2 separate regions of the Hordeum vulgare genome follow, and region 2 is linked to region 1. A link is a contact called in public Hi-C data. All regions are on one chromosome and are shown on one strand. Each heading gives the region's core, a stretch centred on a gene start, on an enhancer-like site or on the middle of the called end of the contact. The rest is flanking DNA. Distances are from core to core; before and after follow the strand shown.

Evidence for each region. A called contact is a pair of places that touch in the nucleus more often than the background predicts.
Region 2: a contact with region 1 is called in a Hi-C map of seedling, with 2.3 times the contacts expected there. The contact joins the enhancer-like site here to the promoter of LOC123448598 in region 1. A contact is called at or near these places in 1 of 6 Hi-C or Micro-C datasets (seedling) and 1 of 1 datasets of contacts at active chromatin or transcription factors (embryo).

The regions. Positions count from the first base shown.
Region 1 is chr4H:349,020,183-349,027,176 of MorexV3_pseudomolecules_assembly, reverse strand. It overlaps LOC123448598 (ribosomal RNA-processing protein 17), which reads left to right and starts at 4,537. Exons shown (of 4, transcript XM_045125548.1): 1 at 4,537-4,833; 2 at 4,939-5,044. The coding sequence starts at 4,655.
Region 2 is chr4H:349,183,788-349,190,781 of MorexV3_pseudomolecules_assembly, reverse strand. No RefSeq gene overlaps it. Among protein-coding and RNA genes, the nearest start is that of LOC123448598, 160 kb to the right of the region's middle. Within about 2 kb of position 3,186, at least 3 of the 3 cell types and tissues checked have open chromatin away from gene starts, as enhancers often do. A contact at or near this core is called in seedling, where this site is marked.

The DNA.
Region 1 (6,994 bases), core at 3,288-5,787:
TGCCTCAATTTATAAAAATAATTTGGACATTTTTAGCAGAGCAAAATAAATTCCTTTTATTAAAATGAGGCACTAAGATAAATAAAATAAAAGAAAAATAAAGCCAACCCACAGAGGGGTGCACTCCACAAAAAATAAGAAGATTTTTCAAATGGGAGGAACATTTTATTGGGGCAAACCAGAAACTTTTAAATCCGCCTCTAAATAAAATGAAAAGAAGGGATTTTAGGGCTATGGTGCAACAAGGCGTTTTGAGAGGAATCTTGTTGCACCCAAATCGAAACACCAACATGAGCTTGACGTCTTCTTCTTGAGCTGCTCTTGGTGTATTTGTCCTTCTTCTCCGATTCCTTGCCTCTCCTTTGAGTGTCTTCGTTCATAGCGATCTTCTCTACTCCATCCCTCTCTTCGAGGTGACGCATCTCTTGAGCTTCGTCTTCGAGGAGACTCTTCTCTACGCTTGTAGGGAGGCAAGCACTCATTGGAGTAGTGTCGGGGCTTCCCACAATTGTAGTAGTTTCGGTCACGACTGGACGAACGCTTCTCATCATGTCTTGAGCTTGAGCTTCTCTGTTTGCCTCTACTCTTGTAGAACTTGTTTAATTTCCTGACCATGAGGCTTATCTCTTCATCAGTGACAAGATTTTCCTTTGAAATAGCGGGAGCATCACATGAAGCTTTGTAAGCACCGCTTGACTTGTTGTGCAATTCATCTTTGTCCTTGAGTGACATCTCATGAGCAACAATCCTACCAATGACTTCAGTTGGCTTGAGAGCTTTGTAGTTTGGCATCATTTGGATCAATGTGCACATACTTTCCATCAAGAGCTCTAAGTATCTTCTTGATGATGAATTTGTCGGTCATCTCTTCGCTTCCTAAGCCGGCAATCTCATTGGTGATGAGAGATAGCCTAGAGTACATTTCAGCGACACCTTCACCATCCTTCATCTTGAACTTGTCAAGATGACTTTGAAGCACATCTAACTTAGATTCTTTGACAGAATCAGTACCTTCGTGCATATCGACCAAAGTATCCCAAATTTCCTTTGCATTCGCAAGGTGTCTGATTTTGTTGAATTCTTCGGGGCATAGACAGTTGAAGATGATGTCGCAGGCTTGAGCATTGACTTGCAACATATTCAGTTCATCAGCTCTCGCATCACAATCCAGTTCATGCCCTTCTCCAAAGAAGCTACCTTGCACACCAACACAAATAACAACCCAAACATGAGGATTAAAGCCAAGAATATGCATTTTCATCTTATGCTTCCAACTAGCAAAATTAGTGCCATCAAAATATGGACCTCTACGATGATAATTTCCCTCACTAGATGCCATACCCCCCTAGGTTGTGAAACCAATGCAATGGAGACCAAAGCTCTAATACCGCTTGTAGGATCGGAAGTATGTCTAGAGGTGGGGGTGATTAGACTACTTGACAAGATTTTTCTTTGCCTTTTCCCAATTTTAGTTGAGGGGCAGTGTTGGCAGTTATAGCAAGTCAAGTACACCCTACACATGCAGTTCTAAGAGTGTAGCAGCGGAATGTAAAACATGCAAGTGTAAAGTAAAGGAGTAAGGTAGGGAGATCAAACGCATGAGGTTGACACGACGATTTTTGGCATGGTTCCAATAGGTGGCGCTATCATACGTCCATGTTAGTGGATACTTCAACCCACGGAGGGTAACAACTGCGAGAGTCCACAGAGGGCTCCACCCACAAGGGGTCCACGAAGAAGCGGCCTTGTCTATTTCACCACGGCTTCCCCCCACGAAGGACTAGCCTTACTCACGGTAGATTGTCACGAAGTAGGCGATCTCCTTGCACTTACAAACATCTTGGTTCAACTCCACAACACGAAGTAGGAGGCTCCCAAGCGACACCTAACCAATCTAGGAGGCACCACCCTCCAAAAGGTAATAGATGTGGTAGATCAATGAACTCCTTGCTCTTGCACTTCTAAAGATAGTCTCCTCAACACAAAATCACTCTCTCACAGAATAGGCATGGGTAGGGGAGATTGATTTGGTGGAAAGCAGTTTGGAGAGGCTAGAGATCAAGTTTCAAATGATTGGATTGGAATATCTTGGTCTCAACACATGAGTAGGTGGTTTTCTCCCAGAAAATGGATCTGGCAATGAAGTGTGTGTTCTGAGTGTTTCTCCCACAAATGAGAGGTGGGTGAAGGGGTATATATAGGCAGCACCCAAAATCCAACCGTTACACCTAAAGTGGCAAACTGGGTGACACCAAAGTCATAAACTCGATGGTACCGATTAGCACAAAAGGCAAGAACTTTTGAATCTCGGTGGGACTGATATACACAACTCGGTGGCACTGAAAAGGTGGCTAACGGTCAGATGACCAAACTCAGTGGCACCGATACTCAAACTCGGAAATTCCGATTCTGTGTAGCGAGGCAATAGAAAGTTTGTCACCCTGAACTCAGTAGCACCGATATGGATTCGGTTGCACCGATTTGGTGGGAATGGCTAGGGTTTCTTTCTGAGGTCAAACTTGGTGGGTCCGAAATATGAAAGTTGGTGACACCGAATTTGAGTATGTGGAATTGGACAGAATGGTTATGTGGGAAAAATAACTGAGTATTTTGGTGGCTAACTTTGAGCACTTGAGGAGTTAGTTCATTTTACTACCTCACCCCCTTTTAATAGTATTGGCTTTCCTATAGACCAAAAGTGATTTCTCACAAATTTAAAATGAAGAGTCTTCTAGCTTGAAGCTTAAGCCAATCTTATTCCTTTCTTGTATCAAGGGGCATCTCTTTTAGCCAAAGCATTTTTAAACTTTTCTGAAACATACTTGGAAAAACATATTAGTCCAATGATGCATATGTTGTGATCAATTATCAAAACCATCATAGGGAGCAATTGTGCTTTCAGATGGACGTTGTTTTATTCGTTTGATTTCGTTCATAGTCGGACCCTGCTCTTCTGATTGGTGATTGAATGTATGTTTTTTTATTGAAATGATCATGATTAGCTTGTGGCGAGTGTAAGGCAATTTCATATAGCCATCTCTTCTTTACATGTACTTGTATTGATATCCATTCTTGCGAAATGACGAGATGTGCTTCTATCCCTGTCGAGGACCTCGTGCCAAAATTAGGATATGATTGTATCTTAGGCGTTACAGCGGGTTGCACGCGCGGTGATGATGGCTTAGATCTTGATTTTGTGCTCGGGCGGGCTAGATTGGTGCTCGGGGCGGATCAGAGCATGTGCTTCGGGTAGGAGGGGTCGGGCTTGGGACGAGGTGTCCTCGTGGATGCAACTTGTCCTCCCTTCGCGAGCACGGTACTCATTTGTGGTGGTCAGGTTACCGGTGTGTCGGTGCATGAATCGTCGCTGGTGACCACGGACATGGCGTCGTGTGAGCTCCGCTGGCCGTGGGCTCAGAACTGGCTCGCCAACGACCGTCGGCAATCATAGAGTCGTGTCCCCTCGAGTCCACCAGGTATTGGCTGGGGACGCAGGTGTGGGCACCGCCTACGATGGAGGCGCTTACCCAGACTGGGGGACTGATGTCGGGCTGGGAGTGGATGGGGTTCCGTTCCTCTTCCTACCATGGTTGTGTGCGGTCGTTAGTACATCACGACAGGGATGCCGGGGCGGCGGCCCCGGATGGCGATCCGCATGGTTGCTCGTCGGCGGGCATCATTGCGGTAGTGGTGGCTCTCCTCTCGGGTTATGTGGGCAACAGGAGGTGTTGCAATGGGTAGCTCGGATGTGCTCTCTCTTTCAGAGGGGCGATGTACTGAGCTGGATATGGGGACCTCACATCGTTGCGTTCCTCTTGGTGGCCTCGTGGTGGCATGAGTGAGTTGTCGAACGAAAGCTTCGTGCTTTGGCATCGACGACGACGGCACCCGTGGGTGTCGTGCTCTTTTTGAAGACGTCGTTGTAGTTCTTCTCCCCGTGCCAATGCTTCGATGAAGACCTTTGTTCGATGTGGACTCGGTAGCAGCGATGCTCTCCACCATTCTCCCCCTTTGAGGGCATTGCCATGGAGACTAGGTGTGCTAGGTCGCATAGTAGGGATGTTTAGTTCGTTCAATGCTTGTTGTTGATAGCATAGTTGTATGCGTCCTGTGTGTCGGATGTCTCAGGATGGATTTGGTAAGAAGACTATATTATGTTGCTTTATTTATAAAGCGGGCTAAAGCGTGTTTTGAGAATATAAGTTTTACGGCGAAATAAAAAAAATTGATCTAAAAAACGTAACTAATTCATAAAAGAAACCGTGTCCGAAGAAAATTCACCCGTCTGACCGTTTTTTGTAGTGCCTTTGGCTTAGACGTCACACTATACTATGTGATGTTTAATACTATGTTGTGTGACACCTAATCCATAGATGACTGTCAAACATGACTGTCCAGCATCACATAAAAGAATCAGCTGAATGAATTTTTTTAAATGCAGTCCAGTTTATAAAATACATTCGGGTCAAATTCGTCAATTTTGCGAGTTTTTCTCACGCGTACCGCAGGTGAGTTATGTACCTATGTGGCTATGTATCGTCTAACCTAGTTGCCCCCCTTCTCCAAAGCCGGCGGCGCTTCCTCGTCTCTACCAGAGAGAGACAGAGAGAGAGAGAGAGGCAGAGAGAGAGAGAGGCAGAGGAAAGGTTTAGCCATGGCGTGGGAGGAAGAGGGACTGGAAGAGGAGTACGAGGAGGATATGGAAGCGTTGGAGGAGGAAGGGGAGGATGTGGTGGTGGGGCAGATGCCGACGTTCATGGTCCCAAAGCACATCAATAAGCGCGCCCTGAAGAACAAGGCCCTCTCCGTCTCCCTCGACAAGAAAGCCCTCAAGTACGGTACCGCAACCTCCTTCGGTTCTCTGGCTGTAGGTGCACGGTGCGATTTGTGTTTGCGTGGGTTCTTAATTTTTTCCTGACGCAAATCTTGGATCTATAGGGATTTCGTGACTGGGTTTCACAAGAGAAAGAAGAAGAGGAGAAAGGAGGCGCAGAGGATTACGCAGGAGAAGGATAGACGGAAGCGAATCGAGGCACGCAAGAAGGTGAGAAGCTCTCGCACAGCATTCTGCTTTTCTGTGCATCTCTCCAACAGATAGACGTCAATTTTGGTGCCCAAAGATGGTTTTAGGGTCGGAGAGAGAAACTTTTTGTGCACCAGAACATTGTTTTTAAGGCGTCCTTCCTTAGACGCTTAGGGGACACTTAGGTGATAAGGCACCCTGGCTTACCGCCTTGGGTGATCTGGAAACCCACGTGCTTTATTCTTCTCCAAAAGTCTATGAATGTCCTCAACAATGGGTGATCTCAAATACTCTGGCCCAAATACTTCAACCACTGACTTGGCAAATTGCTTCACACACTTGATGGAAGTGCTCTCTCCCGTTGCCAAGTACTCCCTCCGTCCCAAAATAACTGTCTCAACATTGTACTAGTTCTAGTACAAAATTGTACTAAGGTCAAGACACTTATTTTGAGACGGAGGGAGTAGTAATCAATAAAATATGTAGGAATACCATAAGCTATCGTTCGCAATGCTGCAGTGACCTTCTGCAGTAGTGTTATGATAAGATCTTTGGCGCAATTCTTCCTCTGCTCGAAGAATCGACCATTCCGCTTCCCATAGTTGGCAATGTGGTGGAACGAATCTAGAGCCATCCTAAACCGGCGCCAAATGTATCACACTGGGTACACCGATTTGGTCCAAAGTAAGTGAGCATTAGTGATGGTGCCCATCTTGCTTACCTCACGGCCGGTAAGGGAACCACAATGCTTCAGCCACTTGTTCCTCTCCATGTTCACCATCATAATCAAAGCAATATCATCGTCTTCGTCCCACTCCTATTCCTCTTCGGAGGATGAATCATCCCACAAAGAGAATTGAAATGAACTCATCTACAGCACAATACTTTCCATCACGATCGACTCATACATCGCAATAAAAAAATTGAAAAAAATGAATTATTTTTACCTAAGAGGCCTTTTGCCGAACATCTAGTGGGCACCGAAGGAGCAGCAGTCGCCGACCCGGCTAGGAATTGGCTCAGGGGTGGTGCACCGAAGGAGCAGCAGTTTTCGTGACGTCGATGAGCTGGGGGTTGTGGCAGACTGGCAGGAGCTGCCGTCGCTTCGTTGTCTGACAGCTGAGAGCTCTAAAGGAGCAGCAACTCTGCGGTGGTAGCGGCAGCCACTAATCAACCTCCACGGTGAGCACTGGTGCTACGGCTGCCATTTCAGGCGGTGATGGGGCAGGGGACGGCCGGAATTGCTGCAAATCAGGCTTTTCAGTGGATCCTGAATTGGCAACTGCGGCGGGGATTGTTGCGGGTGTCCGGAGCGGCAGGAATGGGCGGTGGAGTGGCGACTGGGCCGGGGCGGGCGGTAGTCTCGCGGCGGTGGCTGCAATGGCGAGATCCAGCCGTAATCGATGTGTGGTGGCTGCGGGTGGAAACTTCAGCGTGCAGTTGCAGTTCGCACAGCTGTGTTTGTGTTTTACGGCAGCCGGTGGAAGTGCTGCAAATATGCAGCACTTGGGGCCAGGGACGGAGCCAGCATGAAAGCATAGGGGGGCAAGTTTGTTCATGGAGGGGGCAAAGTTCATATGAAATGAATTTTTTTGGCCACAACAACCACTATTATAGTAGAAAAATCAATTTGTTAGGGGGGAGGGGGTCTAGCACCCCCTTGCCCCCCCCCCCCCCCCCCCCCCAGAATGGTCCCTGCTTGGGGCCAAAATTTGGGTCTGCCCAAATTATTTTGCATCACTAAAGTCTAAATACAACACCATCTGTTGGAGCTGTTTTTTTGCCCCAAGTGCCCAAAAAACAGTTTTTTGGGCACTGTGGCTGTTTTACATCATATGTTCGAGATGCTCTTATTGTTCTTTGTATATTTTATTAATTTAGTAATAGTTGATCAAAAGCAAAGATTTCCATGAGAAGGTTGATTGACCATCGTTTCCTCTATTAGTATCTGCCAAACAGACTGTAGGTCTA
Region 2 (6,994 bases), core at 1,937-4,436, 160 kb before region 1:
GTTGGCATCGAAACTCCACGTGCTCTCAGAGGAGGCCATCGAATGACACGTGTCAGGCCCGTGCATTTTTCTGACCCGACTACAATATTTGAGACATTTATTGCAATTCTAGGGTTCTAGTGTTGGAAATTGCAGATCTGCAAGGCGACACATGAAATCATGCCTAGAAGAAGCATGGAAAATCCTATGTGATGTATTTGTGACATGGGCATGCCTTGTGCAGGCGTGGGAGGGGCAGCCCCAGCCATCGGGGGTACGAAATCACTTGGGTGGCATACCTCACCAAATCGTTTGAAACCTCGGAAAAGGGTAGGATGCCAGACATCATCACATGCCCCTTGTACGGTGTCGTAAAAGTTTGGACGCGGTCTGGGTGTGGCTTACCCGGGGCCGCTTGTAAACTGCACCATCTTCGAGGTATTCTCTTGGTATCGAGAGGGAACGTGTCACGTTTGTGAAGGAAGTGTTGGTCATGTTGCTCCGTTGGCATCGAAACTCCTCGTGCTCTCAGAGGAGGCCATCGAATGACACGTGTCAGGCCCGTGCATTTTTCTGACCTGACTATAATATTTGAGACATTTCTTGCAATTCTAGGGTTTCAGTGTCGGAAATTGCAGATCTGCAAGGCGACACATGAAATCATGCCCAGAACAAGCATGGAAAATCCTATGTGATGTATTTGTGACATGGGTATGCCTTGTGCAGGCGTGGGAGGGGCAGCCGCAACCATCGGAGGTACGAAATCACTTGGGTGACATGCCTCATCAAACCGTTTGAAGCCTCGGAAAATGATACGATGCCAGAAATCTTTAGGATCAGGCACGACATCATCACATGCCCCTTGTACGGTGTCGTAAAAGTTTGGACGCGGTCTGGGTGGGGCTTACCCGAGGCCGCTTGTAGACTGCACCATCTTCGAGGTATTCTCTTGGTATCGAGAGGGAACGTGTCACGTTTGTGTAGGAAGTGTCGGTCATGTTGCTCCGTTGGTATCGAAACTCCTCGTACTCTCAGAGGAGGCCATCGAATGACACGTGTCAGGCCCGTGCATTTTTCTGACCCGACTACAATATTTGAGACATTTATTGCAATTCTAGGGTTTCAGTGTCGGAAATTGCAGATCTGCAAGGCGACACATGAAATCATGCCCAGAAGAAGCATGGAAAATCCTATGTGATGTATTTGTGACATGGGTATGCCTTGTGCAGGCGTGGGAGGGGCAGCCCCAACCATCGGGGGTACGAAATCACTTGGGTGACATGCCTCATCAAACCGTTTGAAGCCTCGGAAAATGATACGATGCCAGAAATCCTCAGGATCAGGCACGACGTCATCACATGCCCCTTGTAGGGTGTCGTAACAGTTTGGGCACGTTCCGGGTGGGCCCACAACTATTTGAGACATTTGTTGCATTTCTAGGGTTTTGGTGATCTTTCTACCCCCCTCACACGGTCTATAGCCGACATGAGAGACATTCCTGTGGTAAAATGAATAAATAAATAACATTCAGGGATTAAAGATAAATGCAAGGGAAATCACTTTAGAACTTTTTTAAATTTGAAAATCTATAAAACATAAACCGAGTGCTTTTGTAGAACACACGGCATATAGTGTGTAAGCCGTGTCCACTTACCAAGCACACGGCGTATACTATGTGTAAACCGTGTGTTCTTGTCAAGCACACGGCTTATAGTGTGTCTAAGCCGTGTGTACTTGTCAAGCACACGGCTTATAGTTCAAGCCGTGACGGCGCCGTCAAACGCCGCTGTTGTAGACACGTGGCACGTACCTTTACCGGGTGACACGCTATAAACCGAGTGCTTTCTTCATATATACCGTGTGAAAACTATAAGCCGAGAGCCTTTTCTGGACACTCGGCTTATATGATAGCATAAGCCGAGTGCATTGTTTTTACCGGGTGTTTTTGCTTGTGTACACGGCTAATATTCAAATAAGCCGAGTACCCGAAAAAAAACACGACTTATAGCTTGCCACACGGTAAAACGTGATTTTCCTGTAGTGTACGCACACTGATTTTGAACGTACTTAATTATTATTTTCATAAAATTATATCTACATATTATAGTTACTAGTTAGACATTTATATAAAAGGTCCCGAAGGGTCCGAATTATAGTTTTGCTCCGGGGCTTGAAATCTCAGGACCGGCCCTGCTTGAGGTACGGGATGGAGTGCATGAGAAAAATAAGGAATGAAGGGACAAGTCCACCAAAAACATATGGGGGCGATTTGCGTGGACGCCCGACACTAGCGTGGTGCGCGACCGACCTAGCGTTCTGCCGACGGCCCGTCCCTAAACATTTACCATTATCTTTTCGACGAATAGGAGTTTTGCCGGAGAGTTAGCAGCCCCTCCCGCGACGCTTCCGTGAGCGTAGGGGGGGCTAGACGCCGGCCCAGGGCCTCTCCTTCCCCACCTTCTCTCGTCGCCGCCCCAACAGCGAGCCGACGGGCAAAGCCCGCCCAACTTCAGCGATGGCGGGGTGTTCTCCTTCCCCTCTTGGCGCATGGTGGTGCGGGCCGATGGAGTCGGGCAGCGGTGTGGCCCATGCATGGGGCATGACGGCGTGGTGGTTGCATCTCGTGGCGGAGGCGCACGGTACCGACGGCGGCGTGAAGGGGTTGTGGGCATTAGGGCAGTGAGCGGGTGTTCGTCAAGGTCAAGATCATATCTGGTGTGAGGATTCAACGGCTCTGCTTCTGGTTGTGGATGGGCTTGTGTCTGTCGCGCGTGGAAACGGGGCCTGTCCCTTTTCTGCTCGGCTCCCAAGATGTTGGAGCCCCTGTCGTCCTCCCGCCAGGACCGACTAGGCCTAGTCTCGACCTGACACCGACAGGGGGCGCATGCAGTGAAGTTTTTCACTTTTCTCATCCATTTGACGTAAAAAATCACAGAACAAACTCGATCTTAAAGTATTTAACGATCTAACCTTTTTTAGAAACGTCATAGCTTGTGACGTTGCTGCTGGATGTAGAAACGCCAATATACTCTGACGTTTCTGCTCCAAATTCAGACATCAGTCTATGCGGACGTTGCACGCCACACAAGAAACACCATGGCCCTTGGCTTTTTCGTGCAGCCTGGAAACGCCAAGCGTGGTGTACTGGGGCTAAGCTAGAGAGAGAGGGAGAGAGACAGAAGGTGCAGTTGCAATAATTCGCGCGGCGGTGACCACACGGTACGGGATCGTTGGGTAGATCATGCATGCATGCATACATGCCTGCTGCGCGGCTAGCAAAAGGACGTAGCCTGCCGCCACTGGCCGGGGATCCTGTTCACGTCGCAAACTTTGGTGCACTCGTCATGATAATTTTGGGATCAGGGAAGTATTACTGCTGGCTTGTGTGCATGTTGGGTCCATCCATAAGAGGGTGTTTGGATCACTAGAGACTAGAGACTAGAGACTAGTACTAGTCACCTTTAGTCAGTAAACCTCCAAACACCCCTGACTAATGGGTGACTAAAACTAGTTTAGTCCCTAGTCACCCCACCCCCAACTAAAAGTGACTAAAGTCTCTTCTCCAATTAATGGCTCATCCTCCCATGCTGGCACGCCAATGGAAGGGAGATAAATGAGAATAATTTAATACAGAGACATTTAATGCTGACTAGTAGTAGTCACCTTCCAAACAGGGCCTGACTAAAAACTTTTAGTCTGACTACTACTAGTCACATGACTAGAGAGTATCCAAACACCCTCTAAATCTCGAGCGCTGCAGGTCCGAGACTCGCACTCTCGGTCGCATTCATTCATGCATTTATGTTGCCCCGACCGTGATTTGCCAACACGGCTACTGCGCAATTCCTCGGCTCAAACGCCAGTAAGGTTGGTGTTTCATCTCTGCAGAGCAATGCCAGCTACAGTGGCATTTCGTCTTTGCACAGCAACACGAGCTAGTTTAGCGTTTTGACCTAGGCAGCAACGCAAAGCTAGTCTGGCGTTTCTTAATTGAGCTGCAACGTCGCGGATTCTGACGTTTCATAAAAGGTCAGATCTGGAAATACTTTCAGAATGAGTTTATTTTGTGCTCATATTTACCTATAAGGTCAGAAACAGTGAAAAAACCATTCAGTGTTCAGCAGGGTTGGTGACCGCTACTGCGTGCCTACGGTGGTGATTCCCAGCAATGATGGGTGATGTGTCGTGCTTGTGGTCTTCCAGCGGTGCGGGTGTGATTGTGGTTCTCCGGCAATGATGGGTGATGTGTCATGCTTGTGGTCTTCCAGCGGTGCGGGTGTGATTGTGGTTCTCCGGCACGCAACGCATGGTGATGGTTGCACTTCTCCCTCTCGTGGATCGAACTCGGCGACACGCCCAGACCGATTTCTTTCCATGATTGTATTTTATTGTTGGGAAAATCTAAATACAATGCACAGTTGATTTTCCGTGCGACGGCTGATGCGCGTAAGTCGGGAGAGCTTGCTTAGCAATGTTGCATTTTAAAAAAGATTTATCTTTCAAACCGTTATCTTAATCAATGATCCGTTTTCATCATTGATTTTATCGCGACGAGATCTTCAAAACTAGAAACATGTCGACATGTTTCGATAATTTTTTTTTACTCATACTTACCACATTTGATGCACTTACTTGCCATATTAGTAAGTACTTACTTGTGTGATAAAAAATAACTTAATCGCCATATTTTTAGAAATTTCGTATAAATATGACATCTCGACATAATCAAACTGGCAAGCACAAACAACTTTTTTTAGGAGATCACGCGCAAAAATATGACAACTCAACATATTTAAAGTGAGTGACCACAAGAAATCTTTTTTGGTCATCGTTTGTAAATATGACAACTTGACACAGTTAAACTAACAAGCACACAAAATAGTTTTTTGACAAAGTTGTATGTAAACATGACAAGTTGGCATATTTTAATTTGACAAACACAACCTACGACATGTTTTTATATCATGTCTGATGAAAACTGCTACAAGTCTTTGTACGAAACAATATTAAAAAGTGCCAATCAAGTTATTTTTTTCACGCAAATAAGTGGTTAATAGTATGACAAGTGGGTTAGAAAATATGGCAAGTATGAACGAAAAAAAAAGTTGACGGAACATGTCGACATGGGATCTAGTTTCGAAGAACTCGTCGCGAGAAAGTCAACGGTGAAAACGGATCATCGATTGAATTAACGGTTTTGTAGATAAAACTTTTTGAATTTCAAACATCAAAGAAAATCTTGCATGTGGTGTTGTATGCCTTTTTTTTGCTTTTTGCATGAGTTTTTCGGTCGTGCTTAGTCTGTAGGAGCCGTACGGCAAGACCTTCGTGCGGCGTCGCTGCCTAGTCAACTCCTTTATTGTTTGCTCTTTGTTATTTTTGCATTGCATCATTTCATTGTGCCATAATGTCATTAAGTTTTGCAACTCAACTAAATAAATTGTTTGGATTTTGCTCCATTTAAATTGAGGGATATACACATGGTGTTTTCTCTTTAAAACATATGCAGTATCCTCCCTATATTTAGGGAGCTAAAAGGAATATTCCAATAATTTGGAATCACCGAAATACACTTGCAAATAAAACTCATGTCTTTTCTGCTTCGAGTTTGACATCCAAACCTTGTCAACAATTCGTTCCCTTTTTATCGAAGGTCCACCTAAATTCTCAACATTATTGGACTCTTCTAAAATGTTGTCATAGTTCAAACCATTTGAATTAATTCAAATGAGTTTGAATATAAACTTTCCCTAATGTCCACTTCTATCTATATTGAGACATGCACATTTTTGTGAGTCTGGAAAAATTAACCTCTTGCATAGATTCCATTCCTAGCCCTCTCTTTTAATGTTCTCTCTTTATATTCAGTATAAATAGAAAAAGGAGTATTAGAAGGGAGAGAGACGTGCAACCAGGCCGTCCCAACCATCCCCAAGGCCCGGCCGCCCCACCAGATCACTTAACCCTGGCCCACTCGTGATCCACCCACCCACTCCCTGAGTCACCTCTTGTTGCTCCCGACCGCACCACCGATCGCTCGCACTCCCACGTAGGAAGCATGTCCCCATTCACTCTCTCGTCGATCCCCTCCTTTCCCTACTCGTGCCGCCAGTGCGGAGAGATAGCCCCGCGCGCCTCCTTGCTTTCCTCGACCTGGCCTCCATCGCCAAGCTGCCCGCGCCACCAGCGAGGACCACCTCTGGTTTCATCTTCCTCGTTCCCGGTCGTCTACGACATCTCGCGTGCCTCCTCCTTGTCTCCTGCGTCTGCGTTGTTAGATAAAACGAGATCAACGAGACACGAGAGACACAGATTTTTACGTGGAAACCCTTGCGGGAGAAAACCACGGACGCACGAAGGCACAATCACTATGAGGAGGAGTATTACAAGCACGAGACGACATACCGTCTTTAGGTGCGACTACATGGAGTATATATGAGGGGCAATACATGAGAGTCCTTGGAGGACAAGTAAATGAGTCGTACTCGTACGCGTCGTTACCAACGCAAAAGCCCACACCGTTTGTACTACGTCTAGTCCAATACGGTAGAATTTGGATCACAATTTCACAATCTCCACCTTGAGCCAAATTCCTTCTAGTAGTCGAAGAAAGTGAATAACTCCATCCAAATCAGCATAAACACCTCGTGCGTCAAAGTCCAAAGGACTAGTGAGAAATTCCAACTAAGCTTGAGCAAAGCTCAAACTTATTGGTAGGAACTGGCTTTGTCATCATATCAGCTGGATTATCATGAGTATTTATCTTGCATCACTTCAAATCACCTTTAGCAACAACATCTCGAACATAGTAAAATCTGACATCAATGTGTTTTGTTCTCTCGTGATACATTGGATTCTTTGTAAGATATATAACACTTTGACTGTCAGAAAATATGGTAGGGCAAGATGAATCTCCACAAAGCTCACTATTGAACCTCTCAACCAGATAGCTTCTTTGCATGCCCAAAAAATAGCCATATACTCAGCATCAGTAGTGGAACAAGCCACAATAGAC